Linked DNA regions of Ovis aries: region 2 is linked to region 1. Evidence: chromatin contacts called from public Hi-C data. All regions are on one chromosome and are shown on one strand. Each heading gives the region's core, a stretch centred on a gene start, on an enhancer-like site or on the middle of the called end of the contact. The rest is flanking DNA. Distances are from core to core; before and after follow the strand shown. Region 1 overlaps ELN (elastin). Region 2 overlaps TMEM270 (transmembrane protein 270).

What was found. A called contact is a pair of places that touch in the nucleus more often than the background predicts.
Region 2: a Hi-C map of liver shows a contact between it and region 1, with 3 times the contacts expected there. The contact joins two enhancer-like sites. A contact is called at or near these places in 2 of 16 Hi-C or Micro-C datasets (liver and tail adipose tissue).

The regions. Positions count from the first base shown.
Region 1 is chr24:33,754,928-33,761,849 of ARS-UI_Ramb_v3.0, reverse strand. It overlaps ELN (elastin), which reads left to right. Exons shown (of 33, transcript XM_060405909.1): 5 at 2,215-2,250; 6 at 2,944-3,039; 7 at 3,283-3,345; 8 at 3,427-3,489; 9 at 4,184-4,231; 10 at 5,205-5,276; 11 at 5,500-5,529; 12 at 6,025-6,096. Among named protein-coding and RNA genes, the nearest start is that of ELN, 13 kb to the left of the region's middle. Within about 2 kb of position 3,594, at least 2 of the 54 cell types and tissues checked have an H3K27ac peak or open chromatin away from gene starts, as enhancers often do. A contact at or near this core is called in liver, where this site is marked.
Region 2 is chr24:33,892,270-33,899,191 of ARS-UI_Ramb_v3.0, reverse strand. TMEM270 (transmembrane protein 270) reads left to right here. Exons shown (of 6, transcript XR_009598392.1): 3 at 5,400-5,536; 4 at 6,061-6,307. Among named protein-coding and RNA genes, the nearest start is that of TMEM270, 12 kb to the left of the region's middle. Within about 2 kb of position 3,096, at least 14 of the 54 cell types and tissues checked have an H3K27ac peak or open chromatin away from gene starts, as enhancers often do. A contact at or near this core is called in liver, where this site is marked.

The DNA of each region.
Region 1 (6,922 bases), core at 2,345-4,844:
TCTTTGATGGTGGAGAGAGAACAGAGGAAAGACTAGATAAGCAAGAGGGTGGAATTAGGATCGCACGTATCTGGAAAGACCCAAACGGAGGAAGTCGTGACTGCGGAGCTAGAGGAGGGACTGGTTGATCCCGCTGGCAGCCGGGGACACACGGTCGGTTGTGATGAAACACCAGAGAGAAGACTGAGAAAAGTGCACGCAGTTGCAGTTGATAAAGTGAAGCTTTGAGTAACGAAAGATTGAGCGTAGACTTTCCAGAAGGACTTCCAGCTTGGGGTGAAGATGTAGACCGAGAGGAAAGTCAGGACCTCGACTGATGAAAAGCGGCTGGACTCCATGACCTCCCAGAGCTTATCTTTCAGCCTTAGGACTCTGGGCTCCAAAGGCCTGGACTGGGCCACAGTGCCCCCCAACACAGGGCATGCCCAGGAGAGATGGAACTGGGCACAGGCAGCGAGTGTCATGCCTGGGAACAACTAATCCCTTGGCGAGCAGAGGGTGGGTGGCCTGGCAGCTGCTCCTCGTGGGCCTCAGTGGGCTGGCCCCGCCTGGGCTCTCAGTGGGGGACCAGGCAGCTGGGACCCAGCACCACCCCCACCCCCAGCACCGGCTGAAGGCCAGTCACCCACCAAAGAGCCCAGGAAAGAGCAGGGGGGACATCCAGTGGTCACCCCAACAGGCTGCAGACACAACATGCTCTCTGCTCACAAGCCCTGTGGTCCCAGGAAGGTTAGGGATACGCCGGCCCTTTTGTACGTGGGGAAACTGAGGGCAAGTGACTTGCTGTTTCACGCAGCGAGTAGTGGTGGGGCAGCAAGATTTAAATCCAGAGCTCAGTGACTCTGGAGAGTGACGGTTGGATAAGCCAGGCCTCTCGGGGCTCCCAACCTTGGCCATTCTCTCCCCCCTCTCCTCCTCACCCCTCTCTCCCTCTTTTCAGGGGCTGGACTCCTGGGGGCATTTGGGCCAGAGAAGTCCATGGGAAGAAGGGGAGCAGGGGTGGGACTCTGCTCAGGCTGCAGGGCAACCCTGGGGGGAGCACGGGAAGAGGGCAGATGGCTGCAGAGAGCCACCTGCCCCCACCCCACCCACCCAGCCTCTTCTCGCTTGCTGGCCGGTCCCCATCCTCTCCTCCTCTCCCCTCTGCGGTCAGGAAAGGCCAGAGGGTGTCTGCTGCCCTGCTGGACCTCAGGAAATAGGCCAGGCTGGAGAGAAACACCCCCGACAGAGTTGGGGTGGGGTGGGGCCGGCAGCACTGGGAAGTGAACCCAGGCAAACCCCAGGCCCAGCCAGACCACACCACACCTGCCCGGAAGGGAGATGGGCCGGAGGCAGAGGCCCATCTCACAGAGGGCCTGGCTGGCTTTCAGACGGGCCAGCTCACATAAGTAGGAAGTGAGGCCAGGGGACCACACCCAGAGAAAGGCAGGTGAACTCTCCGGGGCTCAGCTGTCCTGCTTGTTTGGGGTTGGTCCCCAGAGAGGCTGCCCCTGAGCTTGGGACCCTGGTGACCAGGACTGGCGCTTGTGGGAGAGATTCTCACATAATTGGAAGCAAAGCCGGCACGGTTGTGAACTCCAACCTGATTGCCCATCGGTCCTGGCCAAAGCCGTGGAATGTCTCCTGGAGGGAGAACAGCAGAGATCGAGCCCAGATGTGGGAAGGAGAGAGCCAGAGGGACCCATTTGGCTTTTTATAAACATTTTAGCATCTGTCTGCAGGCAAGGAGGCTCCCAGACTGCAGGGCAGGCTAGATGGATGACAAAAAGGGCTCCAGATACAAGGGAGAGGGTGTGGGCTGAGCCAGGGGACTCCTGCAAGGAAGCCGAAGAAAGGCCTGGGGTGGGGCTGACGTGGGAGCAGGGCAGGGCTTGGCCTGGCCTTGCTGGCAGCTTCTGCTCAGCTCCAGCCCTGAGAGAAAGCCCTTCTGGGTCCCCCTTTAGCTGGCGGGACTTCTAAGGAAACTGAAAGGTCTGGTTGGGATCAACACAGTGGCATCCACATGGCACAAAGCAGTTGGTTACTAAACAGTGGTGACTATCTTACCAGGATTGGCCGCCAAGTACCGAAAACTTGAGTCCAGCTTAGAGACCTGAGTGACCACACACAGATCCCAGCATTGCCGGGTTTCGTGAGTCCCTTCCCATCCTGGGCCCAAGAACGATGACCTACACCAGCCTCCCCTCACCTAGCTCTGTGTTCTTTTCCCTACAGGTGTCGGAGGGCTCGCTGGCGCTGGCCTTGGGGCAGGTTAGTGTTAACGTCCAGGCAAGATGCCCCTCTGGGCCATCGGAGGTACAAGCAGTCAGGGGTACAAGGGTGCAGACCAGGCCTGTCCTGGGCACTGGTGTAGGGGGTAATGCTAAGACCACCTGCCTGGGGCCCCGGGAATGACAGCTGGGTCTTGGCGCTATTACACTGACGAGGTGGCCCTGGCAGTGAAGAACCCGCCTGCCAATGCAGGAGACATAATGAGAGGCAGGTTCGATTCCTGGGTCGGGAAGATTCCCCTGGAGAAGGGCATGGCAACCCACTCCAGGATTCTTGCCTGGAGAACCCCGTGGACAGAGGAGCTACCGTGAGCTACAGTCCATGGGGTCCCAAAGAGTCGGACACGACTGCAGCAACTTAGCAGGCAGCACGCAAGAAGAGCTAGAAGGAAGCAGCCCCAGGAGCCCAAAGAAGTCACCCGACTCAGCGGGGCTTCAGGAAGGCTTCCTGAAGGAGGGAGGTGTGGAAGTCTGACCCCAAAAGATCCCTGTAGCTTGTCAGGCTGAGCGGAGCATCCTGGGCCATACTGCATCTCTGACTTTGAACCCAGTTCTGGGAGCAACAGTCACATCTTCGCACGGAGCAGAAGAGCCTCAGATGTACCTCCTGGACGGGGCGGGCCAGGGCTGGGCTGGGCTCGGGGAAGGACCTCACCCATCCTCCTCTCTGCAGGGCTCGGGGCTTTTCCCGCAGGTGCCTTCCCAGGGGCTCTGGTGCCCGGTGGCCCGGCTGGCGCTGCTGCAGCCTATAAAGCTGCTGCCAAGGCCGGTGAGTATTACCCTTTGGGACGTGCCATAAGCCCTCTGGCCTCTGTGGGCTCTCCACCTTGCAAAGAACCTTTCCTGGGCTGGGGAAGCGGTGAACAGGATCCTCAGCTCCAGTCTCCTGCGGGTGATGGGAGGCAACCAGCTAGGTCCGAGTCTCAAAGTGAGGCATAGGCAAGGCTAGACCTCAGTCCAGCGGCCTCCTGCCTTTCGCGGCTCCTGGTGTGACTCGCCTCCGCCTCTGCAGGTGCTGCTGGTCTCGGCGGTGTCGGCGGCATTGGTGGTGTTGGTGGCTTAGGAGTGTCTACAGGTATGGAGGCGAGACCTGGGTGGCCTGGGGGGAGGTCGTGGGAGGAGGGGAGCCCCTCTGATGTGGCCCCTTCCCCTCCAGGTGCGGTGGTGCCTCAGCTTGGAGCCGGAGTTGGGGTTGGAGCGAAGCCTGGGAAAGTGCCAGGTCAGTGGACGGAGTCTCTGGGACTGGAGGGCAGAGGTCAGGGAGAGGCCAGAGCTCCCAAACTCCCTCACCCCAGGGCAGGAAGGTCAGGGCCTGGCTGCAGCGGGGCAGGGGTCAAGGGGCAGAGGCAGGCCCAGAGCGTGATCCCAGGTCCCAGACAGGGGTGAGGGACTCCAGCTATCCTTCCAGGCCCTTCCTCCAGGACCTTGGAGCAGACGTGAGAGACAGGCTCTGTGGCAGGCATTCGGGTGACCGATGGGGACACTGAGGCGCAGAGCAGGGAGTCAGTGCAGCAGGGCCCGCCCAGTCCCGACAGGGCTGGGGTGAAGCCCCATCCGGTGCCCATCCCTCCACACCAAGCCCTCAAGGAAGTGACTTCAGGTTCAACGGAAGACAGCCTGAGTCTGCACAGCGGGGAGGGAACATCTGGAAGCTGTTAGCCCCGAGGTGGGCTGGGCCGGCCGTGTAAACAGGCTCCAGGAGACAGGACAAATCCACGCACGGAAGGATCTGCAGATGACTCCCGGAACTCGTGGGAGGGGGGCCTGCAGACGCCACACACATGTCCCCGGCTCTCCCCCAGGGGCGATCCTGGGGGGCTAGCTCGGGAGCCTTGGGGCTGCTGTAGAGGGCGGGGCCAGTAGAGGCTCCTGGAGGCAAGACTGCTGCTCACACGGTTTTCTTCTGGCCGTAGGTGTGGGGCTCCCAGGTGTATACCCAGGTGGAGTGCTCCCAGGCACAGGTGAGAGCAAAGAGGAAAAGGGGAACCCTAACTTGAGAGCAGCCCCTCGCATCCTCCCGGGGGGCCCCCAGCTCCCCCAAACAGTGGCCGCCGGAGTCCTGACGGGCACTGTTGCCCCAAGCATCAAAGCTCAGGCCACAGACCTAAGATAGCTCTGGTTGTCTTTCCCCTAGGAAGACCAGAGAGCTCCTCCCAGCCCCGCCCCCCCAGAACCCCAAGCCTAGACCCAGACCCAGACCAACATCACAGTCTGCGGTGGGTCTCCAGGGATAGACCGAGTCCCCGGGGTGGCCAGCTGTTTCTCAAACGCCATGAGTCACCAGGGGGGCCCACCCAGCACATCCGCCCTGCAGGAGACCCTTGGAGTTGCCCTCTCAACCTCCTTTCCCCGCCATGGCCTGGCTACCCTATGCAACATGTGACCTCCTGAATTCCCCCAAAACCCCAGACTCAGGCTGGCTGGGTGGGATTGGCTGACAGAGGGTCCCCCTCGGCCCCCCCGGCCCCTCCCTGCCATGGTGGCCCAGCCCCGGTGGGGGAGAAAGGAGAAGTGGCAGCACTGAACGCTGGAGACCTCCCAGCCAGAGCAGATGCCGGCTTCGTGTTTGGGTGTGAATCGCATCCAGCGAGAGCCCCTCCCCCTGCCGAGGGCACAGCCCTCCCCGACCTGCAGCCTGTTCCCTTGTCTGTCTGCCTTCTCTGATGAGGCTGGGCAGGGCAATGGGAAATTAACTCCAGTTTAAAAGACAGGCCAACAGAAGGGCTAGGAAATAGGATTAAAACTTCTGACCTTGGGGCAGACAGGGCAGAGAAGTCACCACCAGAGGGGCCCTCCACCCACCCCATGAGCCATGCCAGTAGCTGACATCGAAGGAGGCCAGCTGTGTCATGGAGGGTGGGTGCGGTGCCAGGCTGGCCCTTCCAGGTTGGACCTTCCCCACCCTCATCACCAGCCTCCTCTTTGTCCTCTCAGGAGCTCGGTTCCCGGGTATAGGGGTACTCCCCGGGGTTCCCACTGGAGCAGGAGTCAAGCCCAAGGCCCCAGGTATGTGGGACTCTCTGGTTACCCTCAGTCCTGGGTTGAGCGGGGCAGGGAACTTGGGCTCAGCTGGCCCAGATGGGTGGTGAGAAATCCCCAATGTGTTTGTGATGAGCTGGGAGGTCTGGGCAGAACTGGCCACGGCTTGGGCCAGCACTCCCCTCACTGGAGCTGGGGTGCCCTGGGCCCGTGGTGGCCAAGCCACAGTGATGGCTCCTTGTCATTGCAGGTGGGGGCGGAGCTTTTGCTGGAATCCCAGGTAAGGCAAGGCTGGGTCCCTCCACACCAGGGAGGGTGGGCAGGCCCATGGGTGGCCAGCCAGGCAGGGACTCCTGCCCTGGGAGGAGCTGAGCACTCCCACTGCTCCAGGCCTTGGACCGGCTTCGGCACAAAGTGGTGTCTGTCACAGGCCTGTTTCCCCTGCCCCAAACCCCTGTCTGGCAGCCTAGAGGAGCCCAGAAAATGCAGCGGCCTGTGCCAAATGGTGAGAGGGCTGCAGGCTCCGAGTGTAGCCCAAGCCACAGGAAGGGGAGCATCCTGCAGCTTCCTTGAGGAAGCGGCCCATTGCTGGGCGTTGCTCAGCTGACTGATGACATAAAGAGGCAGGAAGGCCCTCAGTCTCTTTCTGGATTCCGATGCCATGGGAGCTCATTCTAGTCTGAGGAGAGAGTGGAGCTGGAGGCTGGAGGCATCACAGGGGCTCCTGGCCCCGTGTGGCTGGAGCCTGATTGTCTTGCTCTCCTTGTTCCCTCAGGAGTTGGACCTTTCGGAGGGCAGCAGCCTGGAGTCCCGCTGGGATACCCCATCAAGGCACCGAAGCTGCCAGGTAAGGCAGGCAGAGGATTCAAGAGACTCCATTCACTGGGCCTCCCTGCTGGGAGGTCAGCTTGAGAGGGGACTTGTTTGCCCACCTGTATCTTGGGGTGGCTGGAGAGGGTAGTCAGGAAACCTGGGTAATTTTGCCCACTTCTGGTCAACAGCAAAAGAAAGCAGGGAGGAACAAACTTCCCTCATGGGTCCAGTGGCTGAGACTCCACACTCCCAGTGCAGGGAGAAGGCTGGGTTCGAGCCCCGATCAGGGAACTAGAGCCTGCACGCTGCGGCTAAAAACCCCCCATGCCTCAGCTGAGATGCTGCAAAACCAAATAAAGAAAGAAATTTTTTTTTAAAAAAGAAAGAAAGCGGGGAGAGACCAACATCTTGCAGGTGCTGGCCTCCCATACACACATAGACATCCGTGTCCACACACACATACACACGCAGAGACCCGTAGCCCCGATGGGAAGCCATATGTGTTGATGGTAAGAAACACCATTCACTGGAAAGAAACCTCTGATGTCAGCCCACTCCACCTGTCCAGCTCACACGATGATGAGCCATTTCTTGCTGGGGAAGAGAGTAAGGAAGACCTCAGACTTGGGGGCCATGGCGGGTAGAGGAATGGCCGTCCCTTTGCGCCCTAGAGCCGGGCGTCCTCTCCCCACTCCTCCTCCAAGGCCTTGGCTCTCCTGAGAGCCTCTGGAAGCAGCTCAGGACCCTGGTGGACGGAAGGAGGCCTCAGGCCTCAGTGCGTGTGGGGACTAGGTCTGTCTGCCCAGGTAGCGGGGACCCGGTGAGGCGTGGGGCCGCCGGGGGCAGCCACTGAGCCCACG
Region 2 (6,922 bases), core at 1,847-4,346, 140 kb before region 1:
GGCCAGCGTCCTCAGGGCACCGCTGCTCCCGAGGTGGGGCCGCTGTCTGGAGGGTCACCCAGAGCTTCCAGGGCTGTGGGCTGAGGGTCTCCATGGCTGTGTATCTGTGTGTGAGGGGAGGGTTTTCTGTCAGTCCGCCTCTGTCACCATCTGATCCGCCAGAGGAAAAAGCAGAAAGAAGGAGGAAAGGATTTTCTGGGGCCAGGGGTGTCATCGCTGGACAGCCCAGACTGACCTGCCTTGTTCCATTGATACTTTCTAACAACCTCTCCCACCCGGAGCACTTTGCCACTCTTGGGCATGGACACGGCAGCCGTCCTCACTGGGTACTTCCTTTGTTCCAGGTACTGCCGTGAGGACATGGACCGTAATGTCATACTTCACTTAATTGCCACAACTGTGGCAGCAGGCTGTTAGCCTCACTCCCATTTTACAGACGGAGAAACTGAGGCTCAGAGAAGGCAAATCCCTTCTCCGCACAACTGACAAGCGATTCAAATCAGGCCTGTCTGACCCCCTAGCCCTCACTAAGCTCCTGATTCCCACCCCTACCAAGAGGGCTGGGAACACACCTCCCCCAATCCCCCAGACTCCTGGGGTTGGGCCAGGCATCCCAGAGCCCCAGCCCGACGCCCCCCATTCCCTAGCTGGGCTGGCCTCAGTGGGCCTTAGCCTGGCCTTTGGATTCTGACTGAGGGCCAAGAAGGAAAACAATGGGAGAGAAAGGAGCGGAAACCCTCTGGAGGTGCAGGGTAGGGGAGAGAAGCTGGGACGCGGCAGGGATTTTGGACACGCTGGGTCCACGGGGCAAGGGGCAGCGGTGGGGGTCGGCGTGCCCAGACCATGCTTCCTGTGTGCGTTTGAGGTCTTCTGGCCAGACTCTGCGTGGGGAGAGTGAGGAAGGAAGGAAGGACCCATGCGAGTCCCATCCTGTGATCTGGGGAGCAAGCTGCTGGTTGAGCCCGGACGGCAGCTCCTCTGCCTCTGGACAGGCTGAGCACATGGGAAGAAAGGGAGGTGGGCTCAGGCTGCTGGACCCCTGGCCGATCCAGCTTTCCTCTGCTTACAAGGTGGACTTCCAGTATCCCTTCCTGGCCCCTCCTCGCCAAACCCTGGGATGCTGCCCTTGGCATCCCTTATGTTAACTTGGGGGAAAGCCCAGGTCAGCCTGAACCCAGGTCCCTTTTTTTTTTCTTTATTTGACTGTGCCAGGTCTTAGTTGAGACATGCAAGCTTTTTAGGTGAGGCATGTAAACCCTAGTTGCGGCATGTGGGATCCAGTTCCCTGACCAGGGATCAAACCCTGGCCTCCTGCTTTGGGAGAGCAATCCCTTAGCCACTGGACCCCGAGGGGAATCCCAGAAACCAGGGCCCTTCTGCCGCTGCTTGTCAAGTTTCCAATGCCCTGACCACGTGTTCTGTGCCCACCCTGGTCCCCAGGACTGGATCTGTCTCAGCCTCGGCGCTCAGGATAGGAGATTGGTTCTCAAAGTGGCCTCAGACAGCTGTGATCCTGTAGCCTCAACCACTCAGGGCCCTCACCTTGACCCCCAGGATGGCAGAGTTCAGCCCTGGTCCAGGAGTCAGTCCCATCTGCGACTCTGTTCTGTCTGGTCGGCTGCCCCCAGCGGCTGGTCTGGGTGATGCTGCGGCTCTGTCTCCATCGTCTCACCTGGGGGTGTCCCTGTCTTGCCCCCTATCCCAATAGCCCCTGGCCTCAGTGCAGTTGCGTCTCTCTCCCCTGGGAGCTGCTCCCAGCCCTGGAGGAGCGGCTCTCACCATTCACATCTGGGGGGAAGGAGATACAGATGCTCAGGGTGCTGGGGGACCTGCTCGCCTCCTTGTTCTGCCCCCAGGGGCCCAGCTCCCTCTGTTTCCTTCCTCTGAGCTGAGGTTTGGGATGAAGGGCTTTGACCACACTCGCAATCCACCCACACTCTTGGGGGGTTGGTGCCGGGTACATGGAGTAAACCCTGATGATGCTGTTAACAGCTTCTGGCACTTTGGCTCACTCGCTTCCTGCTTCTGGCCTCAGTTTTCCCCTCCGAGGAATGGGGTTGGGCTTGAGAGGTTGACGAGGCCCCTCCAGTTCTTGCTGGAGTGAAGCCAACCTCTCACCCTTGTGTCCAGGGTCCCCAGTCCACCCACACTCCCCAGGTCACAGGGCGCCCTGTGATCAGTCCCCCGGCTGTGACCGTCTCTGGCCCATGTGGGCCTGGTCCCCAACAGAGAGGGAGGGTCTTCCTGCTTCACCCCCTCCCTCTCTCTGCAGGGCCAAGTGGCAGGGAATTTATGAGGGAGCAAATCCTCCAGACAAGACAAACCAGGCCAGTCCACAAACAAGCGACCAAAACAACAAGGCGAGATTACGAAACCCAGATTCAGGGAAAGAGGCCACTCGGAGCCTCTCTCCAGGACAGGGGGCGGTGAAATTGGGCCAGGCCTGTGGGTCAGAGCCGGCCTGGCCCGGACTATTTCTGTACTGTCTGGGGGGTAGGGGCTGATGAAATCCCAGCTGCATTTCACCAAAACACTTTCCCCTTAAGCCCAGGGCTCCATGTGGCGCAAATTCATTGTCACTTAACTCATCACTCAGGGCTCTGAGCCGCACCCCTCCCCCCTCCCAAGAAAGCAAAAACACACAATCTCTGGCCCGAGGGGGAGGTGGGCGTGAGGGGCTGCGACAGGCAGACTGGCTGTCTTGACCTGAGCTGTCCCCGGCAGGCGGCCAGCCCCTCCATCTTCGTGCCTCCTTCCCTCAAAGGCAGGCTGCATGGCAGGGCAGGCCCCCCATGAGGGATTGGGGGGTGTGTAGGTGGGAGCCTGAGGTCACTGACATCTCCTTTTTGCCCCACCCCTGGCTGCTGGAAACAGGAAACTGATGAGCCCCTGCAGGTCTGTGGGCAGGAATCCCTACTCCCCTGCGGCAGGGGTCACCCCATGGCAGTGTCCCGTGCAGAGGCGTCTGCGCCAGCCACACAGGAGATTGCAGTCTGCTTTATCTCCTTGTTGTTTGCACGTTTTGTTGACTGGTACCTGGTGTTCCACACCTCAGGGCAAGGGGAGAATCAGACCGGATGGGAAGGGCTTTCTGGAGGGGAGGTGCCTCCAGTCTTTTATCAGACACTGCGGACATCGACCTCTGTTTTCACACACTGCCCTGACCCCTTGGCTTCCTGAGCTGGTGGCCACGGCCACGGGAGCTTGTGGCCCTCCCTAGCCCTTATTTGAGCTGACACCATTCTGGCTTTTCTCAGGAGGAATTTCAGCTGGGACAGAGCAGGCCCCCACCTGCCATCTTACTGCATTCCGGGGGCCCTCACCCTCTCTCTCTCTTCCTAGACGGTGGGCCTCTCCAGGGCAGAGTCGGGGGTGATCTACCCCAGATCCCCAGTGCCCAGCCTGGGGCTTGGCCCAGAACCCAATAAGCACATGCTTGTTGAATGAATTAATACATTTCTCAAGTCACATCAAAGTGCTATTTGTATTATCTTTAGGCCAGATTAATCCAGAGCCTGGGCTGTCCAGATAAATATTGACAATCTGGCTTTTGTGTATCCTGCAGTCGGGGACAGAGGTCCCTTTCTTTTTTTCTGTTCTTTATTTGACTTTATTTTTTTCTATTTTCTTTTTATTAGAGTATACTTACAAGGTTGTGTAAGTTTCTGCTGGACAACCATGTGAATCAGCTATATGTATGCATATACCCCTGTCCCCTCCAGCCTCTCTCCCACCCGCCGCCCCCATCCCACCCCAGAGCTCCCTTTCTGATTTGGGCAGGAAGGAAAAAACTCCAGTCCTTAGAGGGAGGTGACCCCTGAACTCTCCTCTGGCCACCTTGGGGATGCCCGTGACCCCCTTTGCTCTGGTAATAACCTCTCTGCTGGTTTCTGATCCCCAGACCAAGGGGGCCGCAGGGTGGAGCTGGAGAATTTCGCTTTCCTGGGCAGGGTCAGGCAGTTCCTGAAGCAGCGGAGTTGTTTGGGTGCAAACATTTCCCTGTATTGTCCAGTTTCAGAAGGCAGCCAAAAGTCTAGGCGGGAGGGAGGGAGCTATAGCAGGATTTTCCTTGCCTCTGCCCCTAAGAAGACAGGAGCCTCAGAAGCTCACAGGTGGGGGTTGGGAGGTCATCTCAGGCACTGGAGGATGCAGAGGAACAAGGAGGAGACAGAGCAGGGGGCTCTGCTGGGCAGGACAGGGAGGCAGGTGGGTTGGTCTTTGATTCGTGTCCAGCCAAACGATGAGACTGTACCTGCCCCAGAGGATGCTGGGAGATGCGGTCACTCCCTTGCAGGCTGGCTTTTCCAGATTAGCCGTGGTTTTCTCTTCTGATGCAGCTGATGGCCGACCTCCCCTCTCAGCTAAGCTTGCCCCCTCCAACTGCGGCTTCTGTTCTTTGACCTCTTTTCTGGGGTCGGTGGCTCTGGAGGTGGGGCCTTCTGGAGGTGGAGACAGGGATGCCCATGCAGTATGTTATTTAGATCTCAAAAATGCCCCAGTTACAGATGGGGAAGCTGGGGTTCAGCTAGTAGCTGGGGGGGGGGGCGACCCTAGAGCCTCCTGCCACTGCAAGGTCCCAGTGCCACACCACCTGCCCCTGCAGATTTCCAGGGTCCCTGCTCTCTCTGTCTTGGGGTCTTTTAATAAGAAGCCCTCCCTCTCCCCATCCTCAGCGTCTGCTTTTCCTCCCAGGAATTCCAGAAAGAAGTTCCTCTGTGTCAAGATAGCAGTGGGAAATGTCGCTTTGCATTTTGGGTGGTTCCCAAGTGATGCTTCACAGAATGTTCTTTTGGGAGAGAAAAAAGGATTCTGGACCCAATAAGCTGGAGAGACACTGGATTTGACAAGTCAGACAGACTTCTCTTTCATGGGACTTCTCAGAACCTTTGTCTATTTTGATCTATTAAGAAGGGGCTTCCCAGGTGGCTCAGTGGTAAAGAATTCACCTGTCAGTGCAGGAGATGCAAGAGATGTGGTTTGATTCCTGGGTTGGGAAGATCCCCTGGAGGAGGAAATGGCAACCCATTCCAGTATTCTTGCCTGGAAAGTTCCATGAACAGAGGTGCCTGGCAGGCTACAGTCCATGAAGTCACAAAGAGTCGGACATGACTAAGCGAGTACACGCATACACCAGTATGCAGTGTTTCCCACGCTTATTTGATATTAGTGCCTTTTTTCTCCATGAAATCTTTCCTAGGACAAGCGGGACATACTCTTGGCCGTGCAGATTTTGAGGATATCTCTGGGCTTCTTGGTTTTCTCTGGTGGTTCAGACAGTAAGGAATCTGCCTGCCATGCTGGAGACCCAGGTTCAATCCTTGGGTCAGGAAGATCCCCTGGAGAAGGGACCCAGCAGAGATGGTGGCTGTGGCTAAGGATGCTTCTGTTTTCATGTTAAGTGGGAAGAGGTCAACGTTGGAGGAAGCTGGCCATGGAGGTTCTCTGGTGTCAAGCAAGTGGTGATCTGGTCACATGAATCAGCTGCTCTTCCTTGGTGCTGAATGGAGAAGAGCTGGCAGGTGGACAGAAGAAGGAGGTAGGGACATACCTTGTTTGTCTCGCTAATTTATTCTGAAAATATGAGTCATGATTCGGTCAACTGTGACCAAGTTTGGGCAAGACCCAGGCAGTTGGGAAGCTGGGAGGATTTCACTCATCCAGTTGGTGTGAAGTTCTGAAAAGGGCAATCCCAACTTCAGCAGATATCCGTCTCCAAGACCAGATTTGGGGACAAGTTACTAGGGATCAGAAGGTACCGGGTTCTTACCAAGTATCTCCCTGTCCTGTCCTGACAGCTGGAGTCCCTAGACTCCACGGGCAGGCTCAACTCTGCCACAAACTCTGGGGCCGGACCTGACCTCAGTTAGGGCATTTCAGAAGGAGCCAAGTTCAGTGTCCAACCTGGTGTCTTAGTTCTAATAACAGAGGTTCAACTTTGCTCCCAGGGCCCCTCTTATCAATTCTTCCTTGGCATGAGAGACTTGGACCCCAGCTGTATACTGAGGACCTTCTTGCCTGCCATTGGATGTTCCCAGCTCTGCTCTCCTGCTTGGTTTCCAGGTCCTAGGTTCCTGATGCTGAGTCCCATGGACCTGCTGGACCCCTTCTTCCTGTCAATTCTGGCTCCCCTTTGCATCTCCCAAGTCCCAGGCCCCAGGGCCTCTGGATGGGCTTTCTGCAGGTAATGTTGTTTCAGAGCCCGCTCCATCTCAGAGGGAGTCCAGCCACTCGGTCCTCTCTTCTTCCAGTCTGCAGTTCTCTCGGACACCAGCTGGGCCAAAAGGAACCATTCTACTCAAGCCTGGAGGTAAGACCAGGCCTCTTGAAACTCACTCCACTCCCTTGTTCATTCATCTGATTACGTATCATTTCTATCAACATTTGTGGACTTAAGCAAGGTCACACTCTGAAGTCAGCGGTGCTCAAGCTTGAGTGGGCAGTGTAGGCCTATGGGACTTATTTAAAAAAAAACAACAGGCTGTTGATTTCATAGATTTGGGGTGGGGCCCAGTCATTTGTATTTCTAACAAGTCTCCAGGTAATGTTGATGCTATGAGCCTGGGGACCACAGTGAGGACAGGTCGAGCTGTAGTCAGCTATCAAAGCCCACTTGTGGACTAGCTTATTGAGCCATTGAAATCAGAAGCTTCCCCAAGAGAGGTCTGGATGGGGATGGAGCAAGGCTGTGGACCTGAGAGGGGAGATGAAGCAAAAGACAGACAGAGGCCCATAAAGCTGGTTGGGGGCACAGAGGACAAGTCTGTCTCTTTCCTTGGCTGGGCTGGGCCTCAGAGCTCGGGGTCTGGGGACAGAGGGAGGCAGGCAGACCTAGGAAGTCTGGGGCCCTGCTGAGCAGAGGCTGGGATTCGGCCCTGGCCCAGTGCACCTGACCTGTGGCTCTGGGAACAATGGCTGGCCCGGC